2 separate regions of the Hordeum vulgare genome follow, and region 2 is linked to region 1. The links are chromatin contacts, called in public Hi-C maps. All regions are on one chromosome and are shown on one strand. The core of a region is the stretch at or near the end of the contact, and the rest is flanking DNA. Distances in the headings are between cores, read along the strand shown.

Evidence for each region. A called contact is a pair of places that touch in the nucleus more often than the background predicts.
Region 2: a contact with region 1 is called in a Hi-C map of seedling, with 4 times the contacts expected there. The contact joins the promoter of LOC123445539 here to the enhancer-like site in region 1. A contact is called at or near these places in 2 of 6 Hi-C or Micro-C datasets (leaf and seedling).

What each region holds. Positions count from the first base shown.
Region 1 is chr3H:599,084,373-599,089,186 of MorexV3_pseudomolecules_assembly, forward strand. No RefSeq gene overlaps it. Among protein-coding and RNA genes, the nearest start is that of LOC123442189, 9.6 kb to the left of the region's middle. Within about 2 kb of position 2,544, at least 3 of the 3 cell types and tissues checked have open chromatin away from gene starts, as enhancers often do. A contact at or near this core is called in leaf and seedling, where this site is marked.
Region 2 is chr3H:599,146,901-599,151,714 of MorexV3_pseudomolecules_assembly, forward strand. LOC123445539 (two-component response regulator ORR4-like) reads right to left here and starts at 2,597. Exons shown (of 5, transcript XM_045122529.1): 1 at 2,023-2,597; 2 at 1,794-1,915; 3 at 1,599-1,676; 4 at 1,422-1,492; 5 at 1-79. The coding sequence starts at 2,128.

The sequences.
Region 1 (4,814 bases), core at 1,294-3,793:
GGTTTGGAAGTCTGATTCCAAGACTTACACGAGTGTAGGGTGAGGACAGTGTGTCCTTAGCTCAAGGAAAATATAGTAAGGACTTAGTGTCCTGACCCCTGAGACTGTGTGTCATTTGGTTTAAATACCAAGCCGTTCCAAACCAGACGTACGACTGTTACAGTAGTTGAAACTGGGTCATCAAACCATTGTCTTCATCGAGCACCTGGTTCTAATTTCTCAACCCTTTCATTTCTTCAATTGTATGTTGACAACTTTGATCTTTACCGTTTGAAGAATTTGTCAGACTTTCTAAATTTCATCACCCCAAATTCTTCACTTAACCTATTCTTCACCTGCATGTCCTCAACATGCTACTTGTGCAATCCGAACGTTTCATTTCATTGTGACGACTATGCTATTGTTGTTTTGCACACCTACTTGAGTACTTATTCTGCTACACGCAGTTCGTGGCTAAGGACTTTCCTCACAAGGAATTTCCTCAGTGAGGAATTCATAAAAGTCGGCTATGCACCCCCTCTAGTCGATATAACGCACTTTCACCAAGGACCTCGATGGTAGGTGCGAAGACGCACTGTGTTCGACATTTAAGAAAATTTGCGGTAGGGCGCGTACCCCTACCGCCAAGGACCCTCAAGGTAGGAAAAGGGTTAGATCTTGAAATTTTTACCAACTAAGATCAGATCTAGATCAACTTACATACAAGGGTCAAAACACGAAATTTAGCCACCGCACTCTACTCCACATGGGGCAATGTATATGATGTGAACCAAGAGTTGGAGTATGCGTGTTTCTATTTACTCCTTTTGAGAAGGGCTCGGGTCTAGAATTTGCACGTCGGGCTTTTATAGGCCTGACCCAAGAAATGCCTTGTATAAGACCATCTACAGCTGGACCTCTCATATCCGTCACAGGGTAGGATATCCGGTCAGTGATCAGTCACAAAAACACGACCCAACCGGACCTCTCAAACCCGCCTCATACGCTCGAGGTGACGGGCATCCCTCATATCCAGCCCAAATATAGGATGGATAAGGGGTGCCCCGGTAACACCCGGGCACACCCGCGTGACAGGCCCGACACACCACCGATCCCACTGTTGTCCCAAAAAAAAACCACTTCGAGCGCCTCGCTCCGAACTCTAGCTCACTCTCCCTTTCCGAGCCTGATCCTATCGAGTAGAATGTCGCGTGCCGACAGCCGCTATGACGACTCTAACATCGACTCTAACGAGATGGCCCTCCACATCGCCTTGGAGCGGTCCAAGGTGGAGACACGTGATAACCCTGGATCTGGAGCTACGCCGCCACTCCCAATACGGCGGAGCACGGATGCCGGAGCTGGACCCTCCCGGTCCTCGCGAAGCTCCCAAAGGGATGCACAGTCTGCATCAGCCCCGCACCGTGTCTTCCACGCCCGGTGCTGCTCCACACGGTCAGCGTTGGGTCCTAGTGCCTGCTCTGCCGGCCAGCGCCCGCACGCACACTCCAAAATCGAAGGCGCGCTCCGCCCGCCATGAGAGGCAACGGGGCACTCTATGTGTCGCCACCGCGGGATGCCGACAGAGCCCCACGAGGATGAACGCCTCCTTGCATGGGTGTACCGCTGGTCCCTCACGAGAGCGGAGACAAACGCTCGACGCCTCCGACGAAAGAATGTGAAGGCGCTCCGGCTTGCTATTGAGCAGTCGGAGTGCGAGGTGAAGGAGGCAGCGGAGGAGAATGCCCGACTCGCGCAGTCGAAGCGGGAGCAGGACAGGACGGTAGAACGGATGGGGGGCTCATTGTCCTCATCGACGACAAACGACAACAACAGCTCCTCCTGCGACGACCAAGACCCTCCGCCAGCCGCGGACGGCTATAGTTGCGCCGATGATCCAAAGGAAAAAGGTCTAGCGAGGAAGTGATGATATGCCCCTCTCCCCTACGCATCGTTAATATAGTTTTTAGGTCATGATGAACTATGTCCTGCAAACTCGATGATGTTTTGGATGATGATGGATGTCCGTTTGTCGTAAATTTTGTGTTCGTTCGCTTCCGTTTTTTTTTCGATGTTTGATCACATAAATTATTTCGACGTGCATGTGTAGTATGAATATAAGGCACCGGATATGAGATATGTGGATGTGGAGACGAAAACTTAAGACATGAATGATCAGTGTCTGTCGATGCACCAAAAAGCGTCCACGAGACCGGATTTGCAAGATCGGGATGTGGATGCTCTAAGCTTGCTGTGAATTTGGCGATTGCACAGTCAGTCACGTCTCTGAGAAAGGAAAGAAACCCCACTCCAGTCCACATGCGCCGAAGGATATGATATGAACCAAAGACCAAGAAGATGCGTGGTCGATCCTCATCTACTAACTTTGCACAGAGCAGACACGCTGCTAAAAGGAACGACACAGTGTCTCTGGGTCAGACAGGACAGGTGACACCTCATGAGCAGAGAGCGGGAAGAAGACGGCATGGGTTATAGAGGATTATTCCTCCCTCTGCTTTCGCCGTTGTGGTGCCACGCCGTCGCCGCGGCCATGTGCGGCGATCTCGCGGTCTCCTTCTTCCCATACAGACGCTGTACGGGGCCACGCACGCCTCGATCGATCTCCTTGGGGCCGGACGCCGCAGCTTTTGTCTGCCCCGGGCGCGCCTTTCCGGTCGCCGTCGGTGACACCGGTCGACACGATCAACTTCCCGGGATCGACAGAGATCCTGCCTGCCTGCTCCTGCTCCTGCTCGGGGCTCGCCCCCGGCCGGCGTGGCGTGGAAGGTTCGTGCTCGGCTGCCAAATTCTCGCATGACCACTGTTCTCAGTTATCTAGATGCCCATATCGCTAACCAAGGTGGAAAAAGTCTGCCCATGCACACGTTGGTAGCAACTTATTCTCCTACCAGCTCATCTACTCCACGTGTCTAGTACTCCCTCTTTTCTGAATATAAGTTTTTTTAAAGCATCTACAGGACCCATATATCCTCCACAAGCTTTTGAAATGCATGCCCTCCCACTCAGTGAAACTTCATGGGCCAACCTGGCCATGGCTCCCTCAGCTCACAAGAAATTTATATATATTGCTTTGTATTAGGCCTATTTCTCCGTGAAAACTGCTGTAATAGTTATGTCCCTCCCCCCCCCCCCCCCCCCCACCCACACACACACACACACATATTAGGCTAAAGCTCCGCCTTTGCTTCCACTAAAAAAATGATTTAATCAGACCCTTCATTTCCTTTCTAAATGTTTGACTCGCCGGTACTTCTCAAATTCATCTTAAATTAAGAGATGATATAAGAGCTCACGGACGCGTCAGTATAACTTGGCCCCATCCTAGACCATATTTTCTTTTTCCTTATTCAATTTTCTTTCTCTCACTTCTTTTCCATCAATCAAGTTGAAGTCACCGGACATATGAAAAAAAAATGCAGCTACACGGACGAAAAATGTAAGGGTTCAAAACATACACGCTCAGTCACAGACCGGATGCGTTCGTGGGTGTGTAGGGGTTATTTTTGCTAAGTCCCATTGTAGATTATTTTAAAGATTACACTACGAACTACATACATATGTATACAGACATATTTTAAGGTGAAGATTCATTCATTTTGTTTAGTATGTAGTACGTAGTAGAAAAAAGTTAGACTTCATTTAGAAACGGAGAAAGTATTTCTGTTGCACTACTATTTGCATAATGGGTCTGAGTTATCATGTGCATTAGATTATACTTTCTTTATTCATAACTAGCAAAATGGTCCGTGCGTTGCCACGGAAGAAAAAAACAAAATCTTCAATGATGGTGACCATATTACGTTCGCATATCATCGCTTGATTTAAAAAATTTATGTACAAATGCAAGAAAATGTTTCTTTTTTTAAATTTATTAACAAGTTAAAGCAATCTTTACATTTTCAAAAAATATATATCATGGTTGTCAAAAATCTTGGTAACCCAAAGATTTATTCTGAATTTCAAGAATTTTTTTTAAAAAACATACAATAATAATCCGATCCATCCAACAGTTAATTCTTCAAAATTCACACAGGTATATTGTCACAAAGATTTAGAAGCATTAATGTTTAACTACATACATTAGATCATTCATGAACAATTTTACAAATATGGAAACAATTTTAAAATTGAGAACATTTTTTATCATTTACAAACATTTACTAAAAATCGTGAATATTTTTTATATTTCGAACGAGTTTAAATATTTTCTTTTGAATTGGCGACCAACTCAAGAAAAGACGAACATAATTTTTTCTGTTGGAGGATTTTATTTTAAATTCACAAACATTTTTTGAAACGCATGAAGTTTTTTTGAATAAACCAACATTTTTATAAGTCAGTAATATATTTATTAAATTCATGGACATTGTTTTGGAATTTGCAAAAAAATATAAAAATCCGGCGCTTTCTTGAATCCTATTTTTAATTCAAAATAAAAATTCGTCAGCATTTATATTCAAAATACCTATTTTTTAATATGCAAAAGTTTTGTAATTCTAAATTATTTAAATTATAAATAAACAAAAATGGAACAGAAAATTTTAAATAAAAAAAGAAACTATCAAAACAGGCATTAGCTATTTTCCAAATTTTATGACATTTTTTAAATGCATTAACTTATTTTGAATTAGACAGCATTTTCTTAAATACCTTTAATAATTTTTAATACATGAAATTGTATTTGAGATCATGGACTTTTCTAATTGTACAGACATTTTTCTAAAATTGCAAACATTTTATTGTATATGCGAGCATTTTTTACAAAACTCCGACCAGTTTTTGAAGTGACAAACATTTTAGTTTTTTAAATATGT
Region 2 (4,814 bases), core at 1,347-3,846, 63 kb after region 1:
CAGGTGAGACTTGAGCTTCTTCATGTCGGCGAGCTTCACGGGCTTGAGGAAGAACTCCTCCGCGCCATCCTCCAAGCACCTGAAAACCAAATCCCGACCACTCCATTCATTCTCCAGCCAGCACACGAACAAACAAGATAGATTTTTTACTGCATCAACTGTACACTGAACAAGAGAGAAAAGATTTGCAATCCTTCTAACATTTCCCACTTCGGTTTGCGGCCACATCACTCAAAGGAAAAAAGGACACGCCGGCAGCAGTACATGTCAGATATCTTTGCCCGGACAAGCAAAAGATACGGTCTTTTGGGGTTTCCAGGCCCTTTTGACTCACACCCAATGGCCTACTTTAATGCCAAGTGTTCCTTTTTTTCTATTCACCACTAGCAGCACCAAGTGGCCACAGAAATTTTCATAAAAAGAGGAGCAGCAACAATTTTCTTTTTCCCAACAAATCTTTGAGTTGAGCCCGAAAAGATTTTGCCAGATCTTGACCACCCACCACTGATGATGACAGGAACATATTTGCTCTTAAATGCTTTGGGTCATTGTCACAAGGATATGCAATCTATGCATGAAAACACCCCGCGTTTATGGCCCCTCAATTGTGGTCGAGACCACATCAACGGGACTGTTGCGGGGGCGAATTCCTCGGCTTTTTCTCCACTTGTCACGCCCTGCTATATCGCCAATGCCATTGTTCACATCCGACGGGCCAAATCTTTCATGCTTGGATTCTATCGCCACGTTATTTCAGCAACTATTTGGAGGTTTGCGGAAACTTTTCCGGCAAAGTAAAGTTTATTCAGAAACACATTTCCTGTGGTCTGAATGTCAATTTTAGAAATTGTCTTCCTCCAGAAGAAGAACATTGAATTTTATGAGGATTTTCTTTGCGAGTTTCGGGGCTAGCAGTGCCAAACTACTAGACAGCCTATTTTCTGGACGAATGAACGGCTGACTGGCTAGCCTTTTCACTCCTATAAAAAGGCACGAATTCAGGGTGGAAAAGTTGCAAATCTTTTATGCTATTTAATAAAAAACCAATCCCAAGGTCTGAAGAGGCCTCCTTGCAAATATAAATTGATATCCATTGGCCATTCAACTACTCCTCCTTTAAGCAAAAACTGCTGGTACTCTATGATGGCAAGATATTCCTTCTGCTCCCCACCACAGCCCCCTACCCCTACCCCTACCCCCATCTCATCATACAGTACATAAAAGGACCATGTACTGCACTGTTAAACCAGACACGAGAACAGTAAAAACAAATCATTCCCATTTACTACAACACGCCGATTTCATGAGCTAGTACTAGCTAGATCAACCATGGTGGCTAGGGTAAAAAGTATGGGCAGAAGTGAGCGGAGCAGAGCAGAGCATTCGTGGGGTGCATGAGTGAGTGAGGTTATGGTGCTGACCTGCTGATCCTGGCAGGCACATTCTCAGAGGACATGATCACCACCGGAATGTCCTTCAGTGAGGATGACCCCTGCACAACCCAGGATTAAGCAGCAACTTTTTGGGACCGAGATGCAGGGATGAATTGATGGATGGATGGTGGGATTGAAAGGGGGGGCTCTGCAAAATGGTTTTACCTTGACCCTCCTCAGCAGATCGTATCCTGTCATGCCCGGCATGCAGTAGTCAGTGATGATCAAATTCACGCCCACCTCCTGCCACAAAAAGGTTGACAGCATCACGTGGCCGGTTTCAGATCTCGTTCCATGGCGCAACCACCGAGAAGATGAGAAGAATGAATCGAGTATAGCTGATTTTGCTGCTGGCAGTACCTGATGGTGGTCGGGGGCGGAGGAGGAGGGAGGGGATGAGGATGAGGAGGATGAGGAGGAGGAGTCCTCGTCTCTCAATCCCAGCACCTCCAGCGCCTTGCTCCCGGAGTCCACCGTGGTCACTGCACGCGCCGCTCGCAGAGAAAAGAACCCGGCCGTGAGATTTGGGGAAGAAGAGCAGCAGAAAGAAGAACCCGGCAAGTTTCAACCTGGAAGAGGTTGGGCTCACCTTGGTAGGAGGAGGTCTTGAGCAGCATCTCGATGAGCTTCCGGTCGATGACGCTGTCGTCCACCGCCAGGACGTGGAACCGGGACTCGGCGTCCACCACCGTCATGGCGCGTCCAGGCAGGAAGAAGAGCCAATCCTGGCGCTCAGGCAGAGTGGAAGGAGGAGGAGGAGGGAAATCTCGCCGGTCACTCCGTCGCCGCCGTGGGGGAGAGGAGGAGAGGATTTGAGGGAGACGGTGGAAGTGCTGCGTTGGTGGCTAATGCGGCATCTCGGGGCTGGGAGGGAGGGCTACGGGGAGGATATAGGCGCGCTGGACGACATGATTCATTCACACCACACCATGGCAGCACCCACCACCGCCACCGCCACCGCCTCGGCCTCTTCTTCCCGGGAAAGCAGGATCCGACCAGATCACGGACCCGAATCTCCACAGCAAATCGCCTCCATGATTTCCCCTCCTTTACCTCCTCGTGGCCACTCTCTCTCTCTCTCCTCCTCTGTCTCGGTGGTGGTGGTGGGTTTGAGGAGAGCGCTCTCTTCTTTGGCTTTGGAAGCGGGCGGAGCAGCGCAAGCCGGTTGATTTCCTCTGCCATTTATCGGTGCCGTGCTCAGTGCGTCGTGGATCGGTCCCTCTGCTTTCTTCGAGATTCGTGCGGGCTGCCACGCCACGCCACGTCCCGTGCTACATACAGATTGCAGAGTCTCATTTTTACCGCCCGATGTGGCTTGAAACTCAACCACTCGTACCACTTCGTCCCAAAATAAGTGACTCAAAAATAATTTAATTTTATACTAACTTTAGTATAAAATAGAGTCATTTTTAAGTCACTTATTTTGAGACGGACCATCCCACAGACTGTCCCGCGATCCGTCCGGCTTCGATCTAGTGCCGAACGGACAACACCTCCGCGTTCAGCACACGTACACCTCAACGATGATCTCGGCCTTCTTGATCCAGCAAGCAAGACGGAGAAGTAGATGAATTTTATGGCAGCGTGACAGCGCTCCGATGGTGGTGAAGGATCTACTCCCGCAGGGCTCCGCCCAAGCTCCGCAGAAATACGATCTAGAGGTAAAACTATGGTGTCTAGATTTGAGTTGCACGCGGCAAAGTTGTCTGAAATCAGCCCTAAATCAACACTATATATAGGAGGGAGGGGAAGGAGGCTTGCCTTGAGGGCAAGGGTGCACCGGAAAGGGAGGAGGAGGAGTCCTACTCCAATCCTAGTCCAACTAGGATCGGAAAGTGGAGTCCTTCTCTTCCTTCCCACATTTCCTTTTTTTCTTTGGTTCTGTCTATGGCGCATAGGCCCTCTTGGGTTGTCCCACCAGCCCACTAAGGGCTGATGCGCCACCCATAGGTCCTTTGGGCTTCCTCCGGGAGGGTTGCCCCCCTCCCGGTGAACTTCCGGAACCCATTCGTCACTCCCGGTACATTCCCGGTAATGCCCGAAAACTTTCCGGTAACCAAATGAAGTCATCCTATATATCAATCTTCGTCTTTGGACCATTCCGGAAACCCTTGTGATGTCTGTGGTCTCATCCGGGACTCCGAACAACATTCAGTAACCACACATATAACTCAACTATACTAAAACATCGCCGAACCTTAAGTGTGCAGACCCTACGGGTTCGAGAACTATGTAGACATGCCCCGAGGTACTGCTCGGTCAATATCCAATAGAGAGACCTGGATGCCCATATTGGATCCTACATATTCTCCGAAGATATTATCGCTTGAACCTCAGTGTCAAGGATTCATATAATCCCGTATGTCATTCCCTTTGTCCTTCGGTATGTTACTTGCCCGAGATTCGATCGTCGGTATCCGCATACCTATTTCAATCTCGTTACCGGCAAGTCTCCTTACTCGTTTTGTAATACAAGATCCCGTGACTTACACTTAGTCACATTGCTTGCAAGGCTTGTGTGTGATGTCGTATTACCGAGTGGGCCCCGAGATACCTTTCCATCACACGGAGTGACAAATCCCAGTCTTGATCCATACTAATTCAACGGACACCTTCGAAGATACCTGTAGAACACATTTATAGTCACCCAGTTATGTTGTGACGTTTGATGCACACAAGGTATTCCTTCGGTGCCAGTGAGTTATATGATCTCATGGTCATAGGAACAAATACTTGACACGCAGAAAACTATAGCAATAAAACGACACGATTAATATGCTACGTTCATAGTTTGGGTCTAGTCCATTACATGATTCTCCTAATGATTTGATCCAGTTATCAAGCAACAACACTTTGCACATAGTCAGAAAACCTTGACTATCCTTGATCAATTGGCTAGCCAACTAGAGGCTTGCTAGGGACATTGTTGTGTCTATGTATCCACACATGTATCTATGTTTTCATTCAATACAATTATAGCATGGATAATAAATGATTATCTTTAAACAGCAAATATAATAATAACTATTTATCATTGCCTCTAGGGCATATTTCCAACATTTCCATCGTGTCATCGCAGAATCATCCCAGCTGTCGATGAACCATCGGAGAGGATGAATGCACCATCAATAGATAACACAACCTGGCCTTCTCATGAACTCAGCCATACAAGGGACTGCGTGGAATGCTATGTTGGACGTCCAAGTCCTGGAACATCGGCATCTTTCCATTGGTAATCGCATCAGTAGAAAATCTCCTGCACATGTTCAACGAGTTCATATAACTCTGAAGATAATCAGCAGTTACAGCCACTGATGGAAGATCTTTCCCATGCGCTAAATCTGAACGAAGGGACCAAATTCTCCATAACAGCATAATTGT